Regions from separate parts of the Mus musculus genome. Here region 2 is linked to region 1. A link is a contact called in public HiChIP or PLAC-seq data. All regions are on one chromosome and are shown on one strand. The core of a region is the stretch at or near the end of the contact, and the rest is flanking DNA. Distances in the headings are between cores, read along the strand shown.

Region 1 (2,700 bases), core at 192-2,691:
TGTTCCCATGCAGACCAAGGAGCTTTCAAGACGCAGTTTAGAGTAGAGCACATTCCTTGCAACACAGAACTCTGAGTTCATGCTTTTTTTTTTTTTTTTTTTTTTTTTTTTTTAATTGTTTTGTTTTGTATTTTGAGACAAGGTTTCTCTGTGTACCCCAGGCTGCCCTGGAACTCACTCAGTAGACCAGGCTGTCCTGGAACTCAGAAATCTGCCTGCCAAGTGCTGGGATTAAAAGTCCTTTAAGTGTGCAAGCCATAGCTGGGCAGTGGTGGCGCATGCCTTTAATCCCAGCAGTTGGGAGGCAGAGGCAGGCAGATTTCTGAGTTTGAGGCCAACCTGCTCTACAGAGTGAGTTCCAGGACAGCCAGGGCTCTACAGAGAAACCCTGTCACAATTAACTAAATTTCAGATCTAGATTTCACTAGGTTTGTTGTTGTTTTTGTCTTTGTTTTTCGCCACTCCCCCCACCCCCCAGCAATACCTTTTTTTTTTTTTTTTTTTCTATCCTAAGACCCAAGCTGGAACATGGCATTATGGTAAGTTGTCCTGTCCATTGGTCTGTCCTGGTTCCTAGCTTGTCTGTGAGGCACTGAGCTGGATAGGTCTTTTGTAGAAAAGTCCTCTGAACTGGGGATACCTGATCTTTTTGTGATTAGAACGTTCTAGAAAGAAGCACCTTCCCTCACAGCCTCTCAGGTATACGGGCATCCAACAAGCTCGTGTTGATGATGTGAGTCTCCCCTGTTGCTTGCCAGATTTCTTCTTAGTGAAGTCTCAATGCTTCTGGTTACATTCTCTGGAAACAGGCCACTGAAGCAGGAGGGGGCCTGCGGGGGGAATTAACCTCCACCTTCCTGGAAGACCAAGAATTTACCAAGTGGAATTCACTCTGCCTTTCCCTACCTATTCACTTATAACACTATGAGCTCACAGGTAATTATTTAAATACCGGCTGATAACCTACTGAATTGCTGTCTCTGTTACCACCCTAATTAGCCCAGCCTTAGCCACTGCAAGCCCTCTCAGGTGGACTTCTGTGCTCCTCTGTTGTGCTCCTGTCCCTTTGACTAAGCTTTTTGATACTACAGGAAGCACTGGGTTCATATTACATCCATCCTGCTCCAATTCTGAGAAGTTTCTTTGAGGAAACCGCATTTCCTTTAATTGGGCGGTGGCATTCCAATGTGTTATCATAATGGATTCCAGTCCCGGAAGATTTGGGCCGGAGGAGTTCACTTCGTTTCCAAAACGGTGATCAATGGTATGACCCGGTCTAGGGAGCCCACGGTGCACTTCCTTGCTGGGGATATTTACGAAGCTGCCTCAGGGGCAGGTATGTGAATCATGGGGTTAAAGAATGGTACTCAGATGATGTCATTGTGGACACTTTCAGTACAGTGAGCGGGCATGCTCAAATTTGCATTAGATGACGTTTCTGGGTCTTACACATCTTGACGTTTCTGCCCTGGGACTCATGGATTCCCAGAACAGTGCACATACAGTTTGTTAGAACTCAGGTAAACAAAAGAAAAAGTGATACATTTGCATTTGAAGAGGTTTTGTGGTTAACTTAAAAACTACCACCTGTAGACATTTCCTCTAGGCTCTGCCCCATAGTTACCTGGTAACAGCCAGGTATGCCTGACTCACCATAAAAGGGGCTGCTTGCCCACCCCCTCTCTTGCTCTTCTCCTCTTGCTTTTGATCCCGTACCCTCTTCCTCCTCTTTCCCCTTTCCTCTCCCCACTTTCTCTCCATGTGCTCATGGCCGGTTTCTACTCCCCTCCCCTCCCAACTTCCCTCCTCTTCCTCTTCCTCCTCCCCCCCTCCTCCTCCCTTCCTCCCTCTCTCTATTTCTCTCTCTCTCTGCCTTTTTCTGTCTCTACTCTCTCAATTCCCCCCCCCCCCTGCCCTAAATAAACTATTCTATTCTATACCATGGCCTGTCCCTCAGCAGAAAGGGATGCTTCTACATGGCCTGAAGAGACACACCCCTCCCCCCACACCATACCTCGCCTCCACCAAACACATCCCTGGCTTCCTTTCTTTTTCTAAAACACACCACCACCCCCTTGATTGGTAATGATAGTGTGATCCCTAAAATACCCCAGTAACTCCTGACTGTATCTGAAACAAGCATGGCGTACACAGTCGAAGTCACTGGGAAGAGCAGAAAGATATCTCACTGTTTGTGCGTTCTGGCGAGGTAGGTAACGAAGGCAATATTATTCAGCGGGAAAGTGGAGTAATAATGAATGCAGAGCCTTGGGAGCTGTATGGTATCAGACTCCTGCTTCCAGGCTGCGGGATCGAATCGGGCCTCCCTGGAACAGGGAGAGAGCAGGGAGGTTAGTTTCCACGATCTCTAGTTAGAGAGAACGTGAGGCTGAGTCTGTGGGTGTGGAGTCCACAGAGGTGGGAAAACCAAACAGCAGGACCATGAGAAGGGAGCAATACTTTGGTAAAATATATTTATTTAGCAACTCTTGGCTCCCACTGCTCAAACACTCGATTTTAAAGAAACATCCACAGCCAGGCCACAAAGTAGCCAAGAACAAGGAAGAGTGAAGGTATGCTCAGAGTAATTGGGGAAGCTCGGGGTGGGAGAGATTGAGCCCGAGAGTGAGTTATCCCAGAACAGATGGAGGCGGCCACGTTAGCTTTGCACTAAACTGTACTGTAGCTTTGAATCTATTT
Region 2 (2,700 bases), core at 122-2,621, 110 kb before region 1:
TTAACTACATGTAGCCTTTAAAAAGGAACATGACCACTTGAATATGGCGGATGGTTGGCTTCCAGAGAGAAAGAGCCAACTCAAAGGCAATCAGGAAATTAAGTCTGGAGAGGGAATAGCAAGAATTTTGGCAGAGAAATGGTACCGAATACGGAAAAATCGAATTATAAAGTGTGGGGGGCAGGGGGCGCAGCATGACTTTTCTCTTTTAAAAATACACAGAAATGCCACAAATGTTTTCGAAGTGGTTTTAAAGTGCCATGTAATAAATCTGGAGCAATTTTGACCACAAAACGCATTGCTTTCAATTTCCAAAACATATACATGACATTTAAGTACTGGATTCTTGAGGTAATGTAGTCAAACCACAGAATATATTTTTAAATAATTATAAAGGCTTATGCAAACCTACAAGTGAGGGGATTTTAGAGTTGCGGCTGGAATCAGTCTTTAATTCCCACTTCCTGACAACCAAACGGAAGGAACTCAAAGCAAATGTTTTCAAAATCCTTCAAAGAATGTTGGCCAAAGAATATTCAAAAAGTAGGTTCCAGAAGCTTAGAGTGAGCGCTAAGGCCTGTGCCTCGGCTGTGCGCTGACCACACTCCAAGAACACTATTATTATGAAAAAGTAAACCTGATATGAACCAACTCCAGCAGTCAACGTGGTTCTTTCTGGAGACTACTAACATTCCGCGGGAGGAGTTGCTGTTCAAGCTCAACCAGCCAGGGGTGCAGTTAGAAACTTGGTATGGAAAGAAACAACTTCAAGCACATTTCAGTGTTCTCTCAAACTAAAAACCTATCACAATTTAACAGCCCTTCTTTCTTCCTGGGCCCTGCCATTTCCTTTAGAATTCCACCTTGGACTGTGCGACTGTAATCCCGCACTCAGGATGCTGAGGCTGGAGGGCAGGCACGTTATGAGCCTGAGGACAACCTGGGCTATTTAGTAGTTTAAGGACATCTTGGGTTACATAGCAAGACTCTTGTCTCCAAAAATAAATAAAATAAAAAGGTAAATGATTGTAATCGGGCTAAAAACATGGTATAAGGGAACAGTCAGCAAAGGCAACAGGGACTAATTAAGAAATTCAGAATAAAATCATCTCATGTGCACATTCCTGCTCTAGTTCAAGCAGTTCATGGAGAGAATTTACAGACCTCTTGGTTCTATGTTCTATTAGGGTAGCTGACAAAAATCTATGTAGAACTTACTGTCCAAAACTGAAGAATTTGATAAAGCTACTTATAATACAGAATTCTCTAAATACTCAGTCCTTTTCATATGTGCATTAGAACCCATATACGTATAAATCAATCTCCTGATTCAGCTTCATACTGAAACAAAAACTGCTTGGGACAGCTATTCTCCATTTCCTGTCATCCTCCGCCACCATCTAGGCCTCTTCCTTTCTCCCTCCGTCGCCTTATCTCCCTTCCTCTTTCCTCATAGTAGCATTTTGTGATAAATTATGATCTTCTGAAATTATAGTATATACTACAGGGTGATTAATTATAAATCTAGAACTTATTTGTTCCTAAATTTTGTTCCTACTTTCTAAATGTCACTTTCTCTAACGTGAAACAGGATGGAATAAACATTCCCATTCTGAAAATGAAACTGGACAAATGCTCTCAGTGTACCTGTGACACTAACACTATCAGAGTACCTGTGACACTCATGCTCTCAGTGTACCTGTGACACTCATGCTCTCAGCATACCTGTGACACTCATGCTCTCAGTGTACCTGTGACACTCATGCTCTCAGCATACCTGTGACACTCATGCTCTCAGCATACCTGTGACACTCATGCTCTCAGTGTACCTGTGACACTCATGCTCTCAGCATACCTGTGACACTCATGCTCTCAGCATACCTGTGACACTCATGCTCTCAGTGTACCTGTGACACTAACACTATCAGAGTACCTGTGACACTCATGCTCTCAGTGTACCTGTGACACTCATGCTCTCAGCATACCTGTGACACTCATGCTCTCAGTGTACCTGTGAAACTCATGCTCTCAGCATACCTGTGACACTCATGCTCTCAGCATACCTGTGACACTCATGCTCTCAGTGTACCTGTGACACTCATGCTCTCAGTGTACCTGTGACACTCATGCTCTCAGCATACCTGTGACACTCATGCTCTCAGTGTACCTGTGACACTCATGCTCTCAGCATACCTGTGACACTCATGCTCTCAGCATACCTGTGACACTCATGCTCTCAGTGTACCTGTGACACTCATGCTCTCAGTGTACCTGTGACACTCATGCTCTCAGCATACCTGTGACACTCATGCTCTCAGTGTACCTGTGACACTCATGCTCTCAGCATACCTGTGACACTCATGCTTTCAGTGTACCTGTGACACTCATGCTCTCAGTGTACCTGTGACACTCATGCTCTCAGCATACCTGTGACACTCATGCTCTCAGTGTACCTGTGACACTCATACTCTCAGTGTACCTGTGACACTCATGCTCTCAGCATACCTGTGACACTCATGCTCTCAGCGTACCTGTGACACTCATGCTCTCAGTGTACCTGTGACACTCATGCTCTCAGCGTACCTGTGACACTCATGCTCTCAGTGTACCTGTGACACTCATGCTCTCAGCATACCTGTGACACTCATGCTTTCAGTGTACCTGTGACACTCATGCTCTCAGTGTACCTACAATAACACA

The links. HiChIP or PLAC-seq counts read pairs in DNA pulled down with a chosen protein or histone mark.
Region 2: a contact with region 1 is called in an H3K27ac HiChIP or PLAC-seq map of regulatory T cells, with 3 times the contacts expected there. The contact joins two enhancer-like sites. A contact is called at or near these places in 7 of 484 Hi-C or Micro-C datasets (embryonic fibroblasts, embryonic stem cells, epidermal suprabasal cells and 4 more) and 4 of 115 datasets of contacts at active chromatin or transcription factors (fibro-adipogenic progenitors, kidney, regulatory T cells and 1 more).

Annotation. Positions count from the first base shown.
Region 1 is chr5:103,366,027-103,368,726 of GRCm38.p6, reverse strand. No RefSeq gene overlaps it. Among named protein-coding and RNA genes, the nearest start is that of Gm30443, 7.4 kb to the right of the region's middle. Within about 2 kb of position 1,441, at least 53 of the 459 cell types and tissues checked have an H3K27ac peak or open chromatin away from gene starts, as enhancers often do. A contact at or near this core is called in memory CD8 T cells and regulatory T cells, where this site is marked.
Region 2 is chr5:103,471,567-103,474,266 of GRCm38.p6, reverse strand. The region is part of intron 2 of Ptpn13 (protein tyrosine phosphatase, non-receptor type 13); the gene reads right to left. Among named protein-coding and RNA genes, the nearest start is that of Ptpn13, 48 kb to the right of the region's middle. Within about 2 kb of position 1,371, at least 13 of the 459 cell types and tissues checked have an H3K27ac peak or open chromatin away from gene starts, as enhancers often do. A contact at or near this core is called in memory CD8 T cells and regulatory T cells, where this site is marked.